2 separate regions of the Zea mays genome follow, and region 1 is linked to region 2. A link is a contact called in public Hi-C data. All regions are on one chromosome and are shown on one strand. Each heading gives the region's core, a stretch centred on a gene start, on an enhancer-like site or on the middle of the called end of the contact. The rest is flanking DNA. Distances are from core to core; before and after follow the strand shown.

Region 1 (5,022 bases), core at 5-2,504, 280 kb before region 2:
GAAGTGCAAGATCCCAAGCATTAGTCTCATACCTACGAACAAACCATTCGACTACTAAAAGCTAAATACAAGCAAAGACTTAGTCAAAGGACTGTAAAGAAACTGTTAAATCGAAGCTACCACATCCAATTGGAGTAGTGCAAGATCCTAAGAGATAGTCATACGAAAGGACAGTAGACGAAGTGTTAAATGGAAGCTATCACATCCAATCTGATCGACCCTAAGCAATAATCATACGCTGAGAAACTATTCGAGTTATATCAAGTAAAGAATATATAAGACCACGTACTCGTAGTAAAAGTAAAACAGAACGAAGAAGCAGAGGAGCTCACTTCCAGGGGACGTCGCCGACGAGCATCCAGTCGCCATCCTTGTCCTCGTACGTGGGTACGTACTCCGTCCCGTTCACCGCGTCCACCAGCTTCCTCTCGTCGTCGGCGAACTTCCCTGCGCGCGCATCCAAACCAAAAAAAAAAACCCTCCGTCAGCCGGAACGCTCGACCAAACAGAGCAAAGCGCTGCGGAAATTAGACCCAGGAGGAAGCACGAAGCGAGGGGGTGGTGGTGGGACGGTAGCACTGACTGATGGTGAAGTGGGAGAAGAACTTGTCCTGGAGCGCGCGGAGCAGCTGGTCGTAGCCGGCGTACGCCTGCAGGTCCACCTTCCGCAGGTAGGGCGCGCCGTCGACGGCCACCTTGACGAACTTGGCGGCCTTGCTGGAGCCCGCGGCGTCGGCGAGCGCGTTCTTGCGGTACGACCTCACCGGCGGCCAGCCCACCACACGAGCCCTGCCCCACCAAAACAAATGAGGAGGAGGCACATCAAACTCCACTCCACCTCATATTCACCCGCCAAAGCAAGCGCCAGCGCCCGCCTCGCGTTTCCTGGGAGTAACAATAAATAAAAAACGGAAAAGGCATGTGTTGGTCGGAGAAAACGGGCGGCGTACTTGGGTGCCGGTGCAGCGTCGGAGGACGCGGCGAGCGGGGAGGAGCGGCCGGGGTCAGCGTCGGAGGAGGCGCGCTTGCGGTCGGGGTCGGGGAAGGCGGAGGACGACGAGGAGGAGAGGGACAGGGAAGCCGCGGCGGCGGCGGCGGCGGAAGGCGCGGAGCCCGGGAGGCGGAGGGTGAGCGTGAGCGCGGTGTCCTCGAAGTCGAGCCCGGAAGCCCCGGAGGACTCGGTGGAGCTCCGCTCCGTCTCCACCGACATGGCCGGTGGCTGGGTGAGGGGAGCCGGGAGGAGGAGGAAGGAAGGAGAAAGCGGGGGAAGGAAAAGGAAAAGGCAGAGAGGTCGGGGGGAGGGGGAGGGGGAGGTTGGTTTGGTTATAGTGGGCCGCGGGTCACTCACCCGTCAGGTCGCGATAGTTTTTGCTTATGAGCCCCTGGATATAACGCTAATAATCTGTCTAAAAAAAGGTTCCACATGTCCTCCTCGTGTGCTAAGGCTATCTGCAACCGTTACCTCTAAATTTTTCTCCTATATCATTTTTTTCCTCTATTTCTCCCCTATTTTTTCATCTTCCGCAGCGGTTCCCCCTAAATACTCCCCCTTATATCCCACTACAACCATAAAATATCATTTTCTATACCTACTTTTTATCCACTATCAATTTTTTATCCACTAATAATTTATCGTGGGCCCACAACTTGTGTAGGGCTGGAAAATTAGCTCGAGGCTCGCGAGCCGGCTCGAGCTCGGAGCGACTCGGCTCGGCTCGCGAGCCTCGAACGAGCCGAGCCGAGCCCCTTCTTCGAGCTCGTTTTTGCAGCGAGCCGAGCCGAGTCGGCTCGTTCCAGCTCGCGAGTCTTACAAAAATGATCATTTTATGGAATAATAATGAATACAAAAATGATCATTTTATGGAATAATAATGAATATTAGATAGTTTTATGGATAATAGCTCATTTTTTAGTCTTTGATGATGAATATATTACAAGTTATAATTTAATTTACTCATAATTTAAAATGATGATTCTATATTTCAAATTTATATAATGTTAATTCACCAAATAATGCAACGATAAATATCAGAATATGGCTCGCGAGCCGAGCCGGCTCGCGAGCCAAGGTCGAGCCGAGCCGAGCCTCTTTCACTAGCTCGTCGAATGGACGAGCCGAGCCGAGCTCGTTCAGGCACCGAGCCGAGCCGAGCCGAGCTCGGCTCGGCTCGTTTCCAGCCCCATAACACGGTGCGAAACAGTGTAAGTGCGCATGAACAGTGAACCGCCAGGAGTGGAGGGAGAGAGAAGCGCTCCCCTCGATAAGGGGCTCCGTAGAGGCAACCGTTGCACGGGTGGGGGGACTTCTGTACACGGCATGCAAGGTGAGAGGAAAGTATAGCAGCGACCCGTGCAGACAGTCTAACCATACTAGTGTAGTAGTGTGACCGAAGATCTGTTACGTGAATACGAGATAAAGCGAGGTGCGAAACGTAATAGAGACGTCGAGGAAGGCGAGGCTCGAGACTTTGCAATCCAAAACTAATCTATATATAATTAAATACAAACAAGGAAACTCGCGGTGCCGCACTCGCGCGGGCGGCCCCACCAGCGGGCCCCGGCTGCCGGTTGGGCGCCCTGCAGCGGCCCCCCCGGAGGCGGCAAGCGGGTCCACGGCGGACCAGCCGTTCGATCCCCCGGCCGACGGCGGCCCGCCCGTCGCCGTTGAATTGCTAGCGGGTGCTTGCGCTCGTAAAGAAAACAAACGAAACAGAATCCCCGTCTTTGATCTCTCTAATAAAAGGAAGGGAATTGTCACGGTGGAGAGGAGGGCACGCAGACCAGACGCAGAGAGTTTGGAGTTTTGAAACTCGTGGAACGCGTTCCAGCGCTACTGTACAGGACGAGGGTGGGTCAGTGGGTGGTACGTAGTACCGTGGTAATGGTAGGGGGTGAGGTGACTGCGATGCGGTGGCACTGGCACTGGCAGGCCGGACGGGCGCGTAGCTGTCCGGGTGCAGGCGTGCCATAAAGCGGCGACATGTGAATGTGCCGGGCTGTCGGCCGCTTGTCCCCCCCCGTATCGTCTTCGTCTCCTTCCGATTCCGTGGGCAGGTGGGTGGTGGGCTCGGGCTCGTTTGGTTTGCGTATCCGTTTCGCTTTGCCCGTGCGGCCGTGCCGTCGCTCGCATCGCAGTCGCACTCGCACGTCTCCTCTACCCTTGTCCTCACCTCCGGGTTCATCAAACGCTTTCCACGCCGCGCGCCCGTACGTGTGCGGTCGTCGCGTCGGGTGAGCAAGCAAGCAGCTTCGCGGTCCGGTGGCGCGTTCTGCTGCCGTTCAGGCACTAGGCAGGGGGCACGGTTTACAAAACCGTTCTGGATGCAAAAACCGCCCCTCACCGGTAACGGTTTACCAACGGTAAACCGGTAAAAATCGGTAAAAACCGACCGGTTTGACCAATTCAAATCAATTTGAATTTGAATCGGTTTACCGGCAAAAACCGGTGAAAAACCGGCGAAAAACCGCTCTAAACCGCCGGTTAATCGCGAAACAAATCGGTTTTGCTGTTTTTTACAGAAGAAATAGAAAATTTTGACAAAATTTATTTGTAGTTTGTTCAATTCACATTGCACAGTAAATATTAATTGATCCACACGACATGTGTTTACCAAAATAACATATAACATACATATGCAACCACAAACTCCAGTTCTCATGCAACAAACAATCAGCGAACTTCGCAATACTCAAATACAAGTTCTTTTACAACTCTCCAACGAGGCAACGACACGCAGGTTGACTTATTTCACAATACTCACATGTTTATCTCGAGTCATAGTGATAGTACTCAGACATGTTGGAAGGATCGTGATATTGTTCTAATCCGTTAGCGATAGTGATAGGTCTATACAAAATATATGAGATACATTAGCGAGAAAACAAGATCGATAAATAAATATTTATCCACAAAGCAAAAAAAAACATATCGGTATGTGGTATGTGTGTTCGGTGTTTGTGTATTGCATGTGCACCTAACCAAGTGTTAGACTTTTCTCCTGATCAGCAAATCTTATGAACACATATAGAAGAACTGGAACTAAGGGTTCTAGATTGAGTCTTGTCTAGATGGATAGTTATTAGAAGAACGGAAACTACTTGATTTACGGACTCCATCTTGATCAGGAACTGAAATCGAAATTGACCACTAAATGTCTAAACTGAACTTGAGCTATTGGTTTATCTTCACATATAACATATAACATCTTTACATATAACATATAACAGTAAACAACACTAATATACCTAAATTGACCACTAAATACTCAGTTTTGATATTAAATCCGATTTTTCGGCAAAAATTGACGGTTTACTAGTCTCAAATAACGGTTTACCGGTTCCAGAAAACGGTTTACCAGCGATTTTCGGTTTTTATGAATTTTTTCAAATTTTTGAATTTAGAATGAATTTTAAAAGAAAAACCGGTGGTTTACCGAAACCGCACCCAGCGGTTTCAGTAAACCGACCAGTTTACCGCCGGTTTTTACCGGTTTTGTAAACCTTGGCAGGGGGCAGGCATGAGCGAAGTGCGCGTGAACGCACGATCTCTCCGCCCGGCAGCCGTGGAAAGGAAGAAAAGAGAAGGTGCATGCGGACTGGACGGACGACGGGACGAGCGCCACTGCAGTGGCCGGTGCTGTGCGGCGCGTGGATAAGCGCGCTGGCGAGAAGCAAGTGCTTGTCCCTGTTGCTATTGCTAGCCTGGAGATCTCGACGCCTTTTTTTTCCCTGTCCAGTTCAGGCGCGACAGGGCAGGCCCGACGCCGGCCGGTCCACCTATGCACACGTAGTACGTACACCGTGCCTTGTCCTGCTCCAACGAATCCGATCCATCACGGCTAGTGCTGGATATCGAGCTGGCTCGACTCGGCTCGGTTCGACTTGAGTTGGCTCGTTATGATAACGAGTTAGCTCGACTCGACTCGTTATAATAACGAGCTGGAGAAGCTGCTCGGCTCGACTCGTTTGGTAACTCGGTCTGACTCGATTAACTCGTGAGTCAGCTCGTTATCAAAGTTACCA
Region 2 (5,342 bases), core at 110-2,609:
GTGGCTTGACCTTCTGTACCATTCTGCCCGAGGTGCTCTGGCCGCTATGCGTAGTATTCTTTTATTTTTACTCATACTACACCGTGTACACAATTTTCACCCTGGACGATAAGCCATCGTTCACCCTTTTGTGGCCATGTAAATTGGGAGGAGTTCGAGTCCTGTTACGTTACTCTTGATTGGCAATATCTCCACTGTATTTGATGTATCAACTCGCCAGACAGTAATAGGCAGGTGGCAAAACCGCTTCTCGTTCTTGTCAGATCACTATACCTATACGGGAGTATGCCCCGCTAGTTCAGGCACATGCTATTCTGATTGTTTCTGATATCTGTTGTTTATCCTCTTTTCATTCGCTAATTTCAGGTAGGATATCTGTCAGGTAGGGTCTGTCATGACTACTATAATCATACATGAATCCTGGATGGTGCCTCTTTTGCGCTTAGATTTCTATTTTTTTTAGTTACAATTTTTTCTTGCGCTTTTTAGCTCGGTTCAGAAAAGAAAATAACTTGACATGAACCAGATATCACTACCCAGCTTTGCGATTTCATATTTCTACAAGGTTCATGAGTCATGACTCCAGTCTCTATGATTTGGGACGGTACTTATTCGGATATTAATTGTCTTTATTTTTTGATTGTGGATAAATGTGATATATAATTTGCTACACAAATTTAGCATTGAGTTTATAAAGATTCATAAACATCAAATTTATTATATACCTTCTGAAACGACGATATAAAATTTGGATATATTATACGGATTCGAATACATTTCCAATTTTTTTTGTGTAGAGAGCAAATGAAGCATAAAATAATTTATGCAAAATTTTAATTTTATTTATAATAATATGCTTTTTAGGTCGACATTAAATTCCATATATATTTATTTTAAAATATGAAATTTGTTCTAACAATTCGGATATTTATTTTTATTCCTATCTGTGAAGACTCAAGCGCAGAGGCCTGGTTCATACTATACAAGTGAGCTTGTTTAGTTTTCATGTACCAAATCCGATATGCCCAAATGTAGCTTTGTTTGATTCAAATTATGGCATATTCACGAGGCTAAACTAAAGTGACTAAATTAGTAACTTTTCGTACATGGTCTATATACTGGGAATAGCATTGGTGGGCTAAGAAAATCAACACGTGACGACTGACGTTGCAGCCCATGGGTTCGACCAGGCTTCGAGCCGCATATCAAACACGCCCGTGACGTATCAGGCGCGGGAGGACGAGGCCGCTGCACCACAGCGCGTGGCGTGTACCGTCTGGGCGTCTTGCAAGTGGCAATGCGTAACGCTGCACGCTGGTGGGGTGTGGATAGAATTGTAGCTAGCTAGCGCAAGCCGCACGGCAGCAAAGCAAACCACCGTGCCTCAGGCAGAGGCCTCAGCCTCTCTCTCGTCTTTGCGTTGCGCCGCTGCTTTAAACAAACGTCAGGTGAAGGCTGCGGCACGCGTCCCCTCCTCCGCCTCCAGTCTCCGCCCATCTCAAAACCCTAGCAACCGCGCCTCCACCCCTACCCGAATCCCAATCCAGGTCCGATCCCCCGGCGGCGAGGACACCCGGCGCCGATTCGTCCCCGCAGATCGGCGGGCAGGACAGATTCAGATTCGGGTTCGGGGTCCGCTCGGGTCGCCTCGCCGGGGTCCACCGCGGCGGTCAGGGAGCATGGTGGGCGGCGGGAGGCGGGGTGGAGCGGCGGAGGAGGTCAAGCTCAACACCGGCAACGTGTTCGCGGCGCTCGAGTCCCTCAAGAAGAAGAAGAAGGGCGACAAAGGCAAGGCGGCCGGGTCTTCCTCCAGGAAGAAGCACGGCGAGGGGGCCGCGCAGCGACAAGAGCCACCGCAGAAGGAGCTGTTCTGGGCGCCCGCGCCACTTACCACCAAGTCCTGGGCGGACGTCGAGGACGACGACGACGACGACTACTTCGCCACCACCGCGCCGCCGCGCCCCGTCTGGGGCACTGCCGGTGAGCCCGCCAAGGAAGAGGAAGACGTCGATGATGCTGTGCGTGCCGCCCTTCAGGAGGTATATTTTCCACCTTCTCTATGTGCCTTGTGATTTGTTTGTGGAATGTGCCTATGAAATGTTCTTATACCTTCAGACTGTTCGTTGCTGTTTAATCTCCGTACTGGTTAGTTGACAGTTGGCGCTGCTGCGGAATCCTTGGAGTAAGACCAATCTGCAGGTTTACTTGTCCATTATGCCATTTTTTTTGCGATTGGTGTCGGTAACGGATGCAATTATTCGCCTTGGCCGTGCGTCTTGTGTGCAATATGGCAATCAATTTCTGGTGTAGGTATTGAAACACTAAATTTCAGCTGCAAATCATGTGAAAATAAATTTGTCCTTTGAATGATAGAAGGGTTGTTCTGCTGTATAGTGTATGATTAGCTGACAAACTGACACGCGAAGTTACCCCACATAAGCAGAATTGGTAAATTGGTGTATTAATGCCCATATCGCTATATATATATAGCCCATACTATCTTTTTTGGCAATTAATAGATTCAGTAATGACCAATGAGGAGAGAATGCTTGGTAATTAATAGATTGAGCAATGACCAATGAGGAGAGAATGCTGGATAATTGTATTATCACATATTGCCAGTAAAGAATCAAAGAGGCTCGTCGTGTGTATTATGGATGTTTTCTCACTACTTTTTACTGTTCCAATTAGCTGTGGTCTAAAGGAGCATATTGCAATTGAGAGCAACAGTGATGCTCTTTACAAGCTGTGTTTGTACTAATACTGTTGGGGATAATCCCTCTGCTAAAGAAAAGGTGTACTTTGGACAGGGATTTGTTCCAAGTTTTTCTATGTCTTGGGTAAGCAAAGTGATTTGGAAATGTTTATACATGACATGTGCTGCATGTCTGTCATAGCAAACTCTGGTTATTGTTCTACTTGTTTTCTGTCAAATTTTCTTTGAAATTGAACTTTGTTAAGTGGGAGTATAATTTACTCATCTCGAGGGAATGGAACATGTTTTGCTGATTGTCGTTATAGCTAGCCACTTAGCCTCTCTGATAATATTCTTAGATGTACTTCTATATATGCTGCAGGACATTGAGAGTGATGATGGGGACCTTGATGATGAGGTTGATGATGGACCTGAGGATGAACCTGAACATGATGCGGAAGATGCCCCAGCCGAACCTGCTATCAGGACAGCTGCGGCCCCGGCTGCGCCACCCAAGGACACAGAAAGGCAGCTGTCTAAAAAGGAGTTGAAAAAGAAGGAACTAGCAGAACTTGATGCAGTATTGGCTGAGCTGGGACTCTCTGCAAATTCTAGCAGCACTGCACAGGATGGTGAGAATCATACATGCTGCCACTAAAACTGCCTGATATCAATAGCTCTCTTGTGTGGTTTTGTTGATTGTATGGACTCGATTTTCTCATGCTATGTTTTCTTGCAGCTGAGAAGAAAGGTACCAACCAAATTGGTGATGCAGAGAAGAAGGAAGATGCTCCTGCTCCTCCCGAGAGCAAGGCCTCCAAGAAGAAGAAAAAGAAGGACAAGAGTTCAAAGGAGGGAAAAGAAACACAAGAAGCACTTGATGGGTCAGAGGAGACTGCCAGTGCAGGACCTGATGAAGATACTTCTGCTGTGGATGTGAAGGAGCGCTTGAAGAAGATGGCATCAATGAAGAAGAAGAAATCGAGCAGAGAGACGGACACAGCTGCCAAAATTGCCGCTGCCGAGGCTGCAGCAAGGAGTGCAAGGCTTGCGGCGGCCAAGAAGAAAGAAAAGAGTCATTACAACCAGCAGCCCGTGCGGTAAATGGGCATAAAGTTTTGAGTTTGGGTGCTGTGAGTTTGATATCCCCTTGTTCGTTTTGGACTCGCAATAAAACTTTTTTGAGTTATCGTATTTATGACTGGGAAGTGCCTTTCTGAGTTTCATTTTCAGAATTTAATGAAAGGCCTTTGTGGTTGCAAAACGGTGGTGTAATTGTGCTTTAAATTGTTCATCCAATGATAAACTTCGTGAACAACTCCAGCACCGCCTGTAGTCCGATTTTTAAATCCTTGCATTGATGAGGAGGGCGGGGGTACACTTGCCGAAATTATCCCCAGCCTGATTTCTTTTATCTTATATATATAAATGTGCCTTTTATACTTCTATAGACTGCAGTACCTTTGAGGCGATCCCCGTGGCTTTGTTCGGTTACTAGGGAATAAATCTCACTATATATTTAATCTGGGTCTGTATTGTATTTAATCCGGGTCTGTATTTGGTGAATCTATATGTTACACCTAATCCTATGACAAGATTAAATCTACTATTTAATTCATGTATCTATTAAAGTTAGCTATTCTTTTGATCCATGAATTCTAATATAAGCTTGTGCAATATCTTCATGTATTTTTTTTATACCTAATGAGCTATGAATAGAATCTATGTCTTCCATAGTTTAAAAAATTTCTAAACCCTTAGGTTATAATACATGATGAGTTTAACCGAATAAATTTTTTTGAGTATGCTTGGATTATTTTGGGACATGAATTATGGCTTATGGCGTGGATTTAATTCCAATCCATACTAATCCAGAGCTGTATTGGTCTGTATTGGTGTAAACGAACGGTTCGAGTACAAATTCAAACCATTTCTGTAAAATTTCTATATAATTCCTGCCTTTCAAACTGGTCCTTAATATTACCCTCATTGCTCTACAACTGCAAGTCTATGGAATAACAACATAATAACGTACGTGGTTTGATGATTTATAAGATATTACCCTCATCGCTCTACGGTTCTTTGTGTAACATGTTGTAATATGATGGTTTGTAAGATTTGATTCATGGCTGTTAAGAAAATAAGCTTGCCCCCAAACAGATAGGTCCGTGAACAGTGGTGTCAAAAGGTATTTATAGTGTTTTTTTTTTATTTTAGTAACTGCTTATCTAAAATTCTAAATACTGTTGAACTATAAAATTATAATTGTTTATCCGTGAAGAGTAATTAATCATTTATCTTCTCAATCAACTCTTGGTTTCCTAATGATGATCAGACTTTTTCCTAAAGACTTTGTACCTGCAATCTATAAAAATAAAATACTATAGAAGCAGTATAAGTTAATACGGACTAAAGTCAAACGAACATGCTCTTTATTTCCTGCTAAGATTGTCTAGTAGCTTTAATTTGCTTGACTTTACGAAAATCTGTCTTCGTCCTTCAGGCGTATAATGGAGGTGATCGAATAGTTTCGATCTTCATGCTCGAGTGAATTCAGACATTTAACTTTTTCTTTTTATCGCTCTTATTGTTTTGTTCAAGTACGAAGTCGATCTTGAAAGAAAATATCAAACATAGATTGACTGTT

What was found. Hi-C and Micro-C count contacts between places; a contact is called where the count stands out from the background.
Region 1: a contact with region 2 is called in a Hi-C map of ear, with 1.7 times the contacts expected there. The contact joins the promoter of LOC100193444 here to the promoter of LOC100282684 in region 2. A contact is called at or near these places in 2 of 25 Hi-C or Micro-C datasets (ear and leaf).

What each region holds. Positions count from the first base shown.
Region 1 is chr3:10,058,562-10,063,583 of Zm-B73-REFERENCE-NAM-5.0, reverse strand. LOC100193444 reads right to left here and starts at 1,254. Exons shown (of 5, transcript NM_001138563.1): 1 at 951-1,254; 2 at 584-789; 3 at 333-447. The coding sequence starts at 1,210.
Region 2 is chr3:9,778,206-9,783,547 of Zm-B73-REFERENCE-NAM-5.0, reverse strand. LOC100282684 reads left to right here and starts at 1,359. Exons shown (of 3, transcript NM_001155591.2): 1 at 1,359-2,039; 2 at 3,078-3,327; 3 at 3,435-4,105. The coding sequence starts at 1,680. The coding sequence ends at 3,799. LOC100192511 (Syntaxin 32) reads left to right here. Exons shown (of 5, transcript NM_001137731.1): 5 at 1-327. The coding sequence ends at 9.